Regions from separate parts of the Mus musculus genome. Here region 1 is linked to region 2. The links are chromatin contacts, called in public Hi-C maps. All regions are on one chromosome and are shown on one strand. The core of a region is the stretch at or near the end of the contact, and the rest is flanking DNA. Distances in the headings are between cores, read along the strand shown. Region 1 overlaps Cd34 (CD34 antigen). Region 2 overlaps Plxna2 (plexin A2).

Region 1 (6,931 bases), core at 2,172-4,671, 150 kb before region 2:
TAAGGGGTGGGAGTTGTGGGTTGTTGGTTGGTTGTTGGTTGCTGTTGGTCTTGGATTGTTAAGTAGTCATATACAAAGATGAAACAAGAAGAAATTAGATAGCCTAATTTTGAAGATAAAATTTGTTCCAAGAAGCTCGGCAACTCTAATCAGCGGGATAAAGATAACATCATCCCATTTCTGACCCCCGAGAAATAAAGATGCAGGGTTTTCTTTTTTTTTTTCCCCTCTCCTTTTTACTCTCATATCTAGTGAGGTTTATTCAAGTCTTTTCAAGAAAGAATCATGTAACAAGTGGGAATCCATTTGTTATTCTCTAAGGTTGATCTGAGGATCCAATGAAGTAAGTTGTGTCAAGTACTTAGTACATACTAAGCCCTCAGTAGCTATTAAATATACCCACTTCATGGGAAGATAATTTGATGGATGCTAGTAGAATAAATGAGTAACATAATTTATGAGTAGATTATGAAGCCTTGAAGCTCAAAGGGGTGAAAATAAGAGGAAATGAATAATAAATCAAAATAATAAGGGCCTTTGCTTGAGTGCTTATCAATCAAGGTCTAGGTTCTGAGCTAATTGCTTCTTGTACATTCTTTCATTTAATCCTATGTAACCTGATTTTTATCAGCCTCCTTAAATCATGGCTTGTTTGTTTCAAAAGCCTGAGCCCCTCATACAAAATTATCTGAGAACTGTGTGTTCTCCCAAGACCTCCAAGGGCTCACATATTCATGTACCCTTAGGAATGCCTGGGCCAGCTGAACTCATGCTCCTCAAATTGCTTCTGGAAGATACTGGCTGCCTCCCCCTCCCCCTCCCCCTCCCTCCCCTTCCCCTTCCTCCTCCTCCTCCTCCTCTTCCTCCTCCTCCTCTTCTTCTTTCTTCTTCTTCCCCAGAACACAGGCATTTGGCACAAAGACTTTTACTGACAGTAGGCACAATGCAGCAGAATACTTACAGGTTCACCAATGCAGCCACACTTAAAGTCCTCTATTTATGCTCCCATGTCCTTCCCAGTTGTTCTGCACCAAGTGCCCTGCTGCAACCATGTTTCCATCTCTCTAATATTCTCAGCCATGTCTCTAGTGCCTCCCATATCTTCCTGAAAACAGTAGATTATTATGCAAAGAAATTTAGCTTTTGAACAAAGTCTCCACTCTAGGCTATTTTCAGTCTGAGGTCAGAAAAAAATCTTCACTGCTCATCCTCTTAAAGATTTAATGTGTTTGTGTGCACCTATATGAATTCATATATACCATGTCTTATGCTGATGCCTGCAGAGTCCAGAAAGCAGCAGACAGCAGATCCCCTAGAACTGGAGTTACAAGTCATTGTAAGCCATCTGTTGTGGATATTAGGAGCAGAGCCTCCATTCTCTACAAGAACAATGAGCTTTCTTAGCCACTGAACCATCTCTCCAGTCTCTCTTCTGCTTTCTTTAAACAAATGTTACTAAAGAGGTTTCTTTGACCAATGAGCTAATTACTTCTGAGATTCTGTCCCACCCTATTGAAAACATGGGGCTGTCATTTGTGGCATAACAACTTTTTATATATTATTTTCCCCTTTTTTTCACAAATGGGGAAACAGAGTGAAGAGGATTTGAAATGTAATACAAGGTCACATAGCTAATATCAGATTATCCAACTGTAGCTTGTCTGACTCCAAAGACTCATAGGTTGACCACAAAGCAGCTCAAGCAGGTCCAAGCAGTTCTATTCATGGACTAAGTGTAACTTAGGAAATCCTTCTGTGTGAGCTCAGAGGACAGTGAATTGATTCACCAAGGCCAATGACATTCCAATGAGTTAAAGTTTAGAATAACTGTTGGTCTATAGTTTTGTGTCTGAGACCCTTACAATGCCATAGTCCATCTCTGCTGAATGACTGCCCTGATTACTTCATCTGCTGGTGCTGCTATCCCTGAATTACATTGTGTGGTGTTCATCTTTGGTAAGCCATGCTCAGGGAAGACAAAGCAGACAGTCTTTTGCTTATTGAATACTAACGTCATATGTAAATCAATTTCATCAATTTGTTTGCCAGTGGTGTCTAAAATGGCTAGCCAAATTATGGAAGCTCCTACAAAAAGTTCTACAACGAGCTATGAAAAGAAATGTTCATTGCTGTCCTAGTTTTGTCTCTGTTGATACGATCAAACACTGACCAAACTCAACTTGGAGAGAAAAGAGGTTACCTGACTTATCAAGGCTAATTAGGGCAAGGACTCAAGACAGGAACCTGGAGGCAAAAACTGGAGTAGAGATTGTGGGAGAATGTTCCCCACTCCCCTGTTCTCAGGTTCATATCCTGCTATCTTTCTTATACTTCACAGAACTGCCTACAATGATCAACAATTCAGAAAAACCATATAGACATGCCTACATGCCAATCTTGTAAATAAAATCCCTCAAATAGTGTTCTGTTCCTTGGTAGCCATCATGGTTATCAGGTCAACTCTTAAAATATCACAGTGATTGTCTGCAGGCCTCAGTACTAAGGTTTCCATCTCTACCAAGGGGTCTTGGAACATATTGAAGAGGAAGCTTATCATAGTTCTGAATATTACCTGAAGATGTTTGTGTATTTTTACTAAGCTAAAATATTTTGCTGTCTTTCTCCTCTTCTAGAGCTCTTTGAAAGCCTGCTTTATCCTGCCTTTAGAGCAGCAGCCACACAATGCCCTTGATAAAGACTTGTTGAATGGCTAAATTGCAATAGAAAACCCTTGGGCTATGAGTAGGTTTATAAGGAAATGAGTAACATCCTATTGCAAAAATGTTGTTAGCCTATCCCTGAACTTATGCCTTGGCAAAGGGACATAAGTTTGATTTGTTTAGAAGAGATAAAAAGAGGGTAGTATACTTGTCCAGACTTGAAGGACACTGTCATATATCTGTTTATATGTAAATCTGGCAAGAGTCCATTTGCACAGTCATAATGAATGTAGAGCCTCAGATCTTCCCAGGATTTTTGTTCTAGGCTCAGGACCTGCTAGGCTTTTGAGTCCTGCACAGTATACAGTGGTGAAATGATGCAAAAATGTAGTTCTAAACTCACTCTGAAACATGCCACTGGCATCAAGATACCCAATTAAAAGAACCCAGAAGCCTCTGCAGAAGCACGGGAAGCAAAGATGAGAAGAAGCCTCATGCTCAGGGCATCCTTCCTAAATCTTTGGTGTGGGTTTGCTGTACACAAGGAGTGGAACTAAATGTATCGTTAAAGTCCTTTCCATTGTTACCCTGCTATGCGTGTGAGCATGTGCGTGTGTGTGTTAATAATGTGGTAAACAGGACTAGATTGTTAAGGGTAGGCTGACACAAGAAAGAAACCCAGCAAACACAAGATACCAGTACTGAGGCTGAACAGTGGGAGCCCAGCAGGGCCAGCAGGTGGTGCCATTGCTGCATCATGATTTTTAGGCCGGATGGGAAAGGATGTTTTAAGGAAGCAAATGAGGCCTTTAGAGTAAGCTTCTAAGCTATCATGGACACTACTCATCTATCCCCAGAACATACACGTACCTTTCCCCTAAGCCTTTACCCTCAAAAGCTCAGAGTAAAATGATCCTGAGGCCCAGGTGCTGTTTCTCCTCCCTCTAATGTTTCCAAAGACTCTATTCCCTGAACCTATTACTTCCAGACACCACTAACCAGGGCCAGACCCTTAACTGGTCATTCATTGTAAAACATGTTACCAAATGGAAGCTAACTAGACTTTTATGTTCAGTCACCATCTTGCCTTTCTCTGATCCCCCAAACAGTCACCACATTTTGGGCAAGGTCGAGCCTTGTCCCTTAGTTTCCCTAATCCTAGGGAGAAGTTTCCATTAGCAAAGTTAGACAAAAACTAGAAATAAATAGGTTGAAGATGTGTCTGATTTTGACAAGATAAGACTTAAGGAATACATTTTTGTTTAACCTCTGACTCCCTATGCACTTAGGGGTGTTTCTAGAGGCCTCTGAAAGTCCAGCATCGCCCCTTTCCACTTCTTGTGGCATGAGGGCAGATCACCTAGAATCTGGTGTGAGCAAGTGCTTATATGTGGCTGCTGTAATCTGGGATTGGTAGCCAGATACAGAATAGAGCTCACATAGTCCTGCCTGGTTGTGCTATGAGCTGGGTTAGAGGATGCTCAGATAATATGAATCCTTTACCCCCTCATTTGTATATTTTGCATGCAGCTGCTTATATGCCTATCTTCTCAGAAAGATGTTTCTGAATACCTAACATGCCTCACCCCTTTGAAAGAACATTTCAGCCTGCCCTTCTCCCTACTATGGAAAGCTTTCAACCTCTCTGCCTCTCAACATGGAAAGGAACTTTTCATAAAGTTACAAGTTCTGGGTGCCCTGGCTGGTACCTGTGTCCCTCTCCTATGGCAGTCTTCTCCTTGGTTGACTTCCCCCATACTGCCATACAATCTTCCCAAGCCTGATATGGAAACCAGTCGGTCAGTTAGCACAGTCAGCATTATAGGGCCACATCAAATATTTCATCATCAATTTAATTACATCATTTTCACTCATCACGTTTATTCAGAAGAGAATACACCCAATCCTCTCATCTCTGGAAAGTTTTGTTCCTAGCCATCATTAAAATCAGGACCCCTGTTCTCCCCTTAACCCCAGGAGAGGAAGCTTATAGTCTTTGTAGATATTCTGAACCTCTGATCACAAAGGGTTATAAAATAGTGAAGGGGTTTGGACTAGGAAAGGCACAGACTGAAAGGAATCTGCCAGGGGACTGAGGCCACAGCTCCCCCAGGAGTCAGAGGAAGGGGGAAGTCACGTAATTTAGAGAAGGCCAAGGGCCTCAGAGCAAGAGTATTCCTTTGAAGAGCTCAGGTCAGGAGGTTTAGCTCAGCTGGGCCTGGTAGCTCAAGCTACTTGGAAGCCTAAAGAAGCTGTGTGAAGCTCTGGGTTCAAACCCCAGCAATAAAATAAAACAAAAAACAGAGGCTCAGTTCAAAGTCTAATTCCACTGTCCTGTCTAGGTTGAACCAATGAGATTTCTGTGTGGGCCCAAGGGATCAGATTGAGCTGTTGCTCTAAAACATTGAGCAGACTCCAGACAGAAAGTTGTCCTGGCCTCTGTAGACAGACATTCAGGAACAGGTGAACAAGATAGAAGTTGGTGACTAAATCCACAGTGTCTTGAAGTTATAAGGGATGCATTTTTTAAGGATGTATTTTAAAATAGCACTTTTCTGGCTGTACCCTTGCAAGGGAGCACATGTCAGTGAATACCTTGGTTTCCATAAAGTAGGGGAAGAAGCAGTAAAAATAGCAAAGTTTCCTGGGAAGAAGTGGTAGCTTAGAAAAGCTAGTCTTCCGGAGAGTTCCCGTGAAGAGGCGAGAGAGGAGAAATGGGTCCAGGGCAAGTGCTACATAGCCACCAACTTTTTTGGCAGCTCCTCTAGACCTAGGCTTCTTCCCACCACAACTTGACCCAAAGGTCAGAGATTGGATTCAGGAAGTTGAATGTGCAGAAGGCAGTTTATCTGCCTTCCCCAAGGTGAAGAGTCCCAGGAACAGTTTCAGAAGTGTATGTAATAGGAGAAGGCCGGACATGAGCTGAAGGCAGCATGAAGTCAGAGACAAGAGATGCCACTTTCCTGCATACCACCCAGTTGCCCACCCAACCAAATCACAGTTCTGTGTCAGCCACCACATGTTGTCTTGCTGAATGGCCGTTTCTGGAAGTGGCCTGGCCGGTCCCGTTCTCCTGAGCCCCTCGGGTCACATTGGCCTTTCCCTGAGTCTCAGGGGAGGCCCCAGGTCCTGAGCTATAGCCCTGGCCTCCACCATTCTCCGTGTAATAAGGGTCTTCACCCTGGACAGTATAGAAATAAAGTAGCATTATCTGGTAAGCAGGGTTGTGAGGTACTGTGAGGAGAGCACAAAGGAAGTAGGAGTGGGGGGGGGGCAGAGCAGGTACAGCTACATGTGCAGCCTCTTTTCTTCCCAACAGCCATCAAGGTTCCAGCTCCTAGAGGAGAAAGGACAGAGGAGAGGCACCACACCATGTCAATGTGGCTCAGTAACCAACCCCATAAGAAACCAGTCTCGGGGCAGAAGAGCCCCCCCAGTAGATACCAGCCATTGGCAAGAGTCAACCTTCAGCTTTTCCCCTCCCTCTATCCAGAACACTTTAAGAGTAGATTTCCCTTCCATATGTCCCATGTTTGTGAGCAAAATGGCACCCATGGGGCATTCAATATGTTTACAAGTAAGCATGTCCAATCTAACAGCCTATTCTCTCTTATTCAGCTGAACTATCTGGGATAAAGTGAGTAGATGTCATAAATCATCAACTGTGACATTGACTAGCAGATGAGCTTGCCCCAGTTTACCCTTCTACAGATTTGCTGCATGATGTCCCTACTCTTTTGTAAGTACAATATCTTCCTGCATGCATATCCCTATGTCAAAAGTATCTTTTATGATATTTCTCCTTCTCCCTTTCATAACATCTATGGGCCTCCCCCAGAAGTTCATTATTTTTCCCATTTGCTTGCCCCTGTACCCCAAAACTGACCAGCCTTTCTCCTGTAGGGCTCCAACTGCGACGGTTCATCAGGAAATAACCAGTGGTGCCCAAGATGGCCAGCAGAACTCCAGAGGTGACCAATGCAATAAGAGTCTTTCGGGAATAGCTCTGGTGGCTCCCGATATCTTGTTTATTGAAGCTTTGGATCCCCAGCTTAAGGAAAAGACAAATACACAGTAGCATGTCACTTGTGGAAAAGGACTTCTAGTGAGAAGTCCAGACCACTCCGTATCCCTTGATGGAACTCCCTGTTGAAGACTATCAGAGGATGGAAAGAAGGAAGGGGATGCCTGAAGGCCACCATTTCCTCTGCTAATCCAGTGCTCTCCATAAGGTACATGATCTTGTGAACATACCTTTCTCAAGTCAGATT
Region 2 (6,145 bases), core at 590-3,089:
TCCTCCTGGAGAGTTTGATCCTGCAGTTGTTTGTGGTTTTATCTGTCTTCTGAAATACTCACAAAGCTGTAAATATTGTAAGACAATTTGCTTTAAGAGACCTGGGTTTAGGTGATATGGGAAATAGAATAGTACAAATGGCTGTTCTTAGAATCTTTCTTTGAAGAAGACAGAGCCCATGCTAGGGATTGAGGCACACCAGCTCTGACCTGACTTTAGTTTTTGTTTTGGTTTACTTTGTCTTTTTTTCAGGATGCTTTTGACACAGATGAGAAGGAACTGTGTCATCTTGGGGTACTGAGGCTAGAGTTTTGCAGCTGTGAAGTGTTAAATACTAAGTAATATTAAATGTTTTAGGATTGTTATTTCTTGCTGAGCCTTCAATTATCTTCATTGTAAACACCATTTTAATGCTGACTATGAATGATTTAAATTTATGAGTAGGAAGTCTTTTTACAGAACCTGCCTTTATGCCTGACATCCTTGAACGAGAAACTGTCCTGAAATAGGCCCTTTAAGGGCAACTGGACAAACTGACTTCACGGAACTCCACTAGCTTTGGACACATTAAAATCACTCTGAAAAAAACTATAACTACAGCTGAAAATGAGTTCTAGCCATTGAGACCTGGGTTTAGGTGCAAGGTCAGTCCATGAGCAGGCAGTAACAGAAGCCGGTGTTAGCTCACCAGGGCTACTGTATTGTGTGTCACACCTTCATAGACATGGTGGACAGCAGAGGATGACAAAATGGGGATATGCCCTTCAGACAAGCTATGGTATTGAACACAGTGCACACTGTTTCCACTCAGGCCTCGGCACTGTACTGTCCTTTCATTTCAGGGGAGGAGAGGGGGAGTGAGAGATGAATGCACAGGAATACAAATACATAAAAAGCACTACCAGTTGCTGAGTACTGGGTAGAAAATCTCAAGAATTATTTCTTTGAGCCTGTTGAGGTGGTATATACCTAAAATCCCAGTACTCCCTGGCTGTATGTATGTATGCGTGTGTATATATATATATATATATATATATATATATATATATATATATATATGTGTGTGTGTGTGTGTGTGTGTGTGTGTATGTATATATATATATATATATATATATATATATATATATGAATATCTATATACTAAAATGCTCTCGTTTCCAAAATTCTGTTTAATGAGTACTAGGGTTCTTTATGTGTGTTGGATGTTCAAAGTCAGGGATACCCTGCTTCTCAGAAAGTCCTTCTGGTCCTGTTTTCTAATAGAAAAGGATGAGAAACTCCTGAGTACACTTGGCTGGGACAGGTTCTTGAGTCATTCTCATCTAATGTATCTCACCAGTAAGAGAGTGAAAATGTCACACATCACCGAACTGCAGGATAAAAACAGGAAAATAAGGGTAAAGGGAGGGTCATATCACCCTCAGTTTAGAGGGAGTTTGAAGATTTCTTCTCTTCAGGCTCATTACAGAACAGTGGAAGTTCTCCTGCTTCTAAGATCCATTTTTTTTTTCTGTTCACAACTCCCCAATCAGGGGCTGTCTTCATATTCCTCCCCTGGGCTGGATCTAAAAGTACTCACCATCTGGCATCTTTCACTTTATTCACTTTTAATTTCTGAAGCAAATATGAACACCACTATCTATCTCAATGCTTAACGGAAAGTCTCCCTCAGAATCATCCTAAGCAGTAGGAGCAAGGGCCAGGCTTCTCTCATTCACATTTCATCCTAGCACTTAATCCATGAGTGAGTGTTGTTTTTGGAAGGGCTGGTCCTGGGGAGAGAGGTGACACTAGTCTAAGAACTCACTCTGGAAAGGAGCCTATAGCCTCCCCAGAGGCAAGCTGTATTCTGAAGTCCTGGGGCTAGAGGGCAGTGTTCATCCACTGACATGCCTGGAGCAGGCAGTGTATGCACGTGTGTGATGAAGATGGCTAGACATGAATAAGCTCTGGCTCCACAGTTTTCTCAGATTCATTCACAGCAACTCAGTTGCTCTTTCTGACTATCTGCTTCTTGTATAGACCCCAAAATTATTCTATACCCATGTGGCCAAATAACTGTGCTTATATGAAGATTTAAGATTTTTTTTTAATCCAGTAATCTTTATTTATATATAACAACAGTACAAATTGTGTCCTTGGCTTGCAAAATAGGAGTTTCATATTTACAATAGGTACATGATAATATATTAGATAACAAAACCCCGCTTTATTGGAACATTTTAAATACTTCATTTTCTTATTATTTCATAACACCTGTAAAAACAACAAAACCAGACAACCAGCATTGTACTTTCTTAAAAATAGATATAATACAGATTCCAGTGTGTCATGGGGAAAGGTCTGAGTAGGAGAGGATGAGGAGAGGCAGCTTGGCTCAAGGCCTTCATGTGCCTGCATAAAGAGCTTGTCCCTTTCTCTCCCATACATTCAGGAACTTTGGTCCTGTTTGGTGGGGACCACACTTCTTTATGCGTGGATGTCAAAATGGAGACCAAGCGTGTCAAAATGATGACCTTGACTGAGTCTCAAAGAAGCTTCTTACTGCCTTCTCTGTGTTCCTAGGGACAGAGGCAGGGAGGAGGCAGCTCAGTCTGGGGAGATGGTATGGGAGAGGAGAGTGAGTTGTGAGCCTGTGCAAGGCAGGAGACTCTCTATTTTGTTTATTGTGTTGAGGCCTGTCTGACAGGCATTGGCCTTGCTTGTCTCTTGTAACATTCCCTAGACTAGCTAGAAAGTACCAAGAGAATTTTACTTTTTATTATAAGTGTCACTGGGCCTTAGATACTAAATCTTCACTCTAGGGAATGAGTAGAAAAGATAGAAGGAAAAGAGATATGGAGTATGAAACAGATGCCACTATTCTATGAGCACATTCCTAAGACAAGGCATCAGGAGGACCTGACCACCTCTTCCAGCCTTCTTCCCACCATAAGATCTGCCCCATGCCCTAGGTCCCTGAAGCCACTTTGCATTTCCTCACCCTCCTGGCCCTCTGTATCTCAATTCTTCACTGTCTTTGTCGAGGATTCAGGGCTCTTAGCTGTGACACAATGTGGTTGGAAAGGGTCCTTTTTGAGTAACTGCCAGCTTAGTATTGCCAGGCAGCAGGTGAGATTACAGATTTGGCAGTTGTGCAGTGTCTGAGAACTGGATAGCTAGAGGCTTCCAGCAGTCTCTGCTTGTTGTATCAGGACTGCTAGCAGCCTCCTCTGCTTTTATCTCATGTGCAGCAGGCCCAGGGGCCTTAACTGCTAATTTCTATTTTCATCCTGGTAGAACTGAAGGAAGGTCAGGAGCATAAGCAGCAAGGTTGTGCTGACTAAAGAGGTGGTAGCAGTGTGTGTGTGGGGGGGGGGGTCAGCCTTCTTCCTTAATGACACCCCATTTTCTATGCACCTAGTGTTTTCTGCTGGGGAGGGTGGGAAAACCATCCTGCTGCTATATTGGTGGTAGGTCTAGCAGCTTGGAGAATCTGCATTTGCTGAAAGAAGGACCTTTGAGGTCTTATTCACCCTGGTCTGTAGGACCTTTAAGAACTTGGCAGACGATTAGTACTTAGGATTGTTCTCCAAATGAATGAGTGAAGGACACAGTTCCCTCTTTCGGTATGATCACAGTGTGCCCATGAGTTCAATGACTGCACTCTATAAAGAAAGAGGGATCAGAAGTAATTTTGAGATTCAAACCACAGAAAGAGGTAGAACATCAGACACAGAAGTGCCTGATCCACACAGAAGGCAAGAGGTGTTGTTCAGTTGAGGGATAAATCTTAATACAGTCCTCTAGAACTCTGTCTTGCCAAACCCTCTGCAGTCCTATTCCTTTCCTAGAGAATTGCCTTTTGTGTAGATCAATGAAATAAAGTAAAGCTAGGTAGGTTTAAGAGAGAATTCATGCCTCCCCAAAGATAAATGGCTTTTTGAGGGGAAGGGTGGTAGCTTTAACTTTTTTTTTCTTTTTAAACAAAAGGCCAAAATATCTTCAAGTTGGATAACAGCAAGAACAGTGACCAATCAACTTTCTCTCCTCTCCACCAGGGAGTAGACTATCAGTGACTAGTAAACTAAAGCAAAGAACTGGTGGAATGATAGGTAGAAAGCTAAAATGAGAGCAAGACTCTACAATAACTCACCCTCCTGGCATGGCATGGCCTCTCTCTAGCTGAATTTTCCTCCTTAGTTTTTCTATAATTGTGCCCCTTGGCCACTCTTCTTTTTCAGCCCAAGTTGTCCAACTCATGGAATCCTTAGCAAAGTGTCTAGACTATCTTTCAGGTTGGCCCTTCTCCCTTCATCTACATTCTTTGATTTGCTCTCTTCCCATCATTCTCTCCATACTCTCCAAACATCTTCAGTGAAGCATGCCAGAGGCAGTGAACGGGTACCATAAGTGGCTGCTGGGATATACCAGGTAGGCACACTGAAAAGGGTGTGGGTAAGATACTGTTGAAAGGGATGTAAAACATTTTCTTTTTTTTTTACTTCTTGATGAACAGCACTCTCGACATCAGCCTGAGCAGTAGCAGCTGCTCAGAAAGTCTTTAACGGTGCTGAGATGGAAAAAAAGGCGAGCCAGAGTTATCCTGTCTTCTGTTCCTATTCTTGTTTTGACTATATCATTTCTTTCATTTTCAAAATTCTAAGTTCTAAGATGATAAGCTTTGGGTGATATGAGGAGCAAACACTTTGGCTTGGTGTGAAAGGCCAGTCATTAGTTTTTTTTTTTTTCCAGGATATTAATATGGCCCCGAAAACTTTAACATGAGTAGATTATCAGAAGAAAAGTGGCCTTGGCATGGCTGGTTGTGAATCATCATAAAATCAGCAAGTTTCCTGAGTATTTTGCTGAATGCTTTTCTCTCTCCACTTGTCAGTTGCATTCAGGCAAGAAACAAGCTGAACAGCCCAGACAGCTTCAGCTATATGTGAGACAGCTATCTGAAGATATATACATTCCATGGAAGCCGCCTTCTTGGCTTTTCTTCTTTGCCCTGTGCAGGCAGTCAGATCTGGTGAGCAGAATCTCAGATACTGGAATCAACTGGAAAAATCAGCTGAGGCCTGAGTTAATTGTGAAGGAAGTAACCCAGGGCCAGTCTCTGTTGGGATAGTTAGCTCCATTTCCCAGCCCCATTTTCCAGTCTGGCATTCCTGACCCCTTAAAAAACAGATTTATGCCTTCTTAGGGGACATATGTTCACCATTCCCTCATGCCCACCCTTTGTCATCCTCTTGTCCTCCTCCCTAGAAACAGATGCTAATTGCAAAGCTGTTGGAGTTGGCTGCTAGGGGTCATCCCAAGGCAGGAGGACTAAATTCCCTGAGGGCTTACCAGTTGAATTTCTTGTCCTGCTACAACAGAGCTTGCCTCTGGGCCCAAGGATGGAGCCTTGGCCTCTGCTTGGAAGCTATACTCAGGAAGGCTGGCCATCTATGGCATTAGGTATCAGGAGACAGAGGGACGAACAGGTGCCTTCTCAGAAGTAATACACTTTCACATCCATGGTTTCATGACAGACAGAGATGATGGTCATTTCTACTGAGGCAAACGCAGATGCCCAGTTGGTCAGGGGCTTCTGGTTATGAGTGAAGGTTGGCCTCCCCTCTCCAGGCACAAGAGAAAAGAAAATATAATAATAAATACTGCTGCTTTTTAAACCTACACTCTTCAAGTATTGCTTACTGTAAACAGTGTTTGTTTTCTTTTTAATTGCCGTAAACTAGTGGATGGTTGAGTAGAATCCAAAGTCAAACACCCATGTTCCCCATTCAGCTCAGACCTAGGAGGCCTGGTCTGTGCAGTCCCCAGGTGCCTGGCTTGTGGGTCTCTTTTCAGAGTCCTTAAGGAGGAGGTGGCTGTTCTATGAAAGCCTCATCTCTTCAGTTTCTGATATCAATTCTAGGGAAACCAAAAGGAAAAGTACCAAGGACCAACTTCTCATTTGTTGAGGCTTGGGATTAAGTGAAACAAAGAAAAGGTGTTCTCACAGGTCCTTGTTGGGTACTTCCTCCTCTTAGGAGATGAGGATACACAAGGGCACAGCACAGAAGGCAGTTTCCTATTAGCAGGTGGATCTGATCAGCTTCTGCAATTTCCACAAAGGCCTGAAGTTCTCAGTTGCATCTGGCTGTGGTGGGATTCA

The links. Hi-C and Micro-C count contacts between places; a contact is called where the count stands out from the background.
Region 1: a Hi-C map of cortical neurons shows a contact between it and region 2, with 4 times the contacts expected there. The contact joins two enhancer-like sites. A contact is called at or near these places in 11 of 39 promoter capture datasets (the 3T3-L1 cell line, 3T3-L1-derived adipocytes, the HPC-7 cell line and 6 more), 6 of 484 Hi-C or Micro-C datasets (the AML12 cell line, cortical neurons, embryonic fibroblasts and 2 more), 1 of 115 datasets of contacts at active chromatin or transcription factors (fibro-adipogenic progenitors) and 2 of 9 other capture datasets (adipose tissue and embryonic stem cells).

Annotation. Positions count from the first base shown.
Region 1 is chr1:194,958,846-194,965,776 of GRCm38.p6, reverse strand. Cd34 (CD34 antigen) reads right to left here. Exons shown (of 8, transcript NM_133654.3): 6 at 6,915-6,931; 7 at 6,547-6,711; 8 at 4,485-5,841. The coding sequence ends at 5,656. Gm16897 (predicted gene, 16897) reads left to right here. Exons shown (of 5, transcript NR_033564.1): 3 at 6,279-6,399; 4 at 6,564-6,892. Among named protein-coding and RNA genes, the nearest start is that of Gm16897, 15 kb to the left of the region's middle. Within about 2 kb of position 3,421, at least 34 of the 459 cell types and tissues checked have an H3K27ac peak or open chromatin away from gene starts, as enhancers often do. A contact at or near this core is called in cortical neurons, where this site is marked.
Region 2 is chr1:194,812,800-194,818,944 of GRCm38.p6, reverse strand. It overlaps Plxna2 (plexin A2), which reads right to left. Exons shown (of 32, transcript NM_008882.2): 32 at 2,076-6,145. Among named protein-coding and RNA genes, the nearest start is that of Mir3962, 6.1 kb to the left of the region's middle. Within about 2 kb of position 1,839, at least 110 of the 459 cell types and tissues checked have an H3K27ac peak or open chromatin away from gene starts, as enhancers often do. A contact at or near this core is called in cortical neurons, where this site is marked.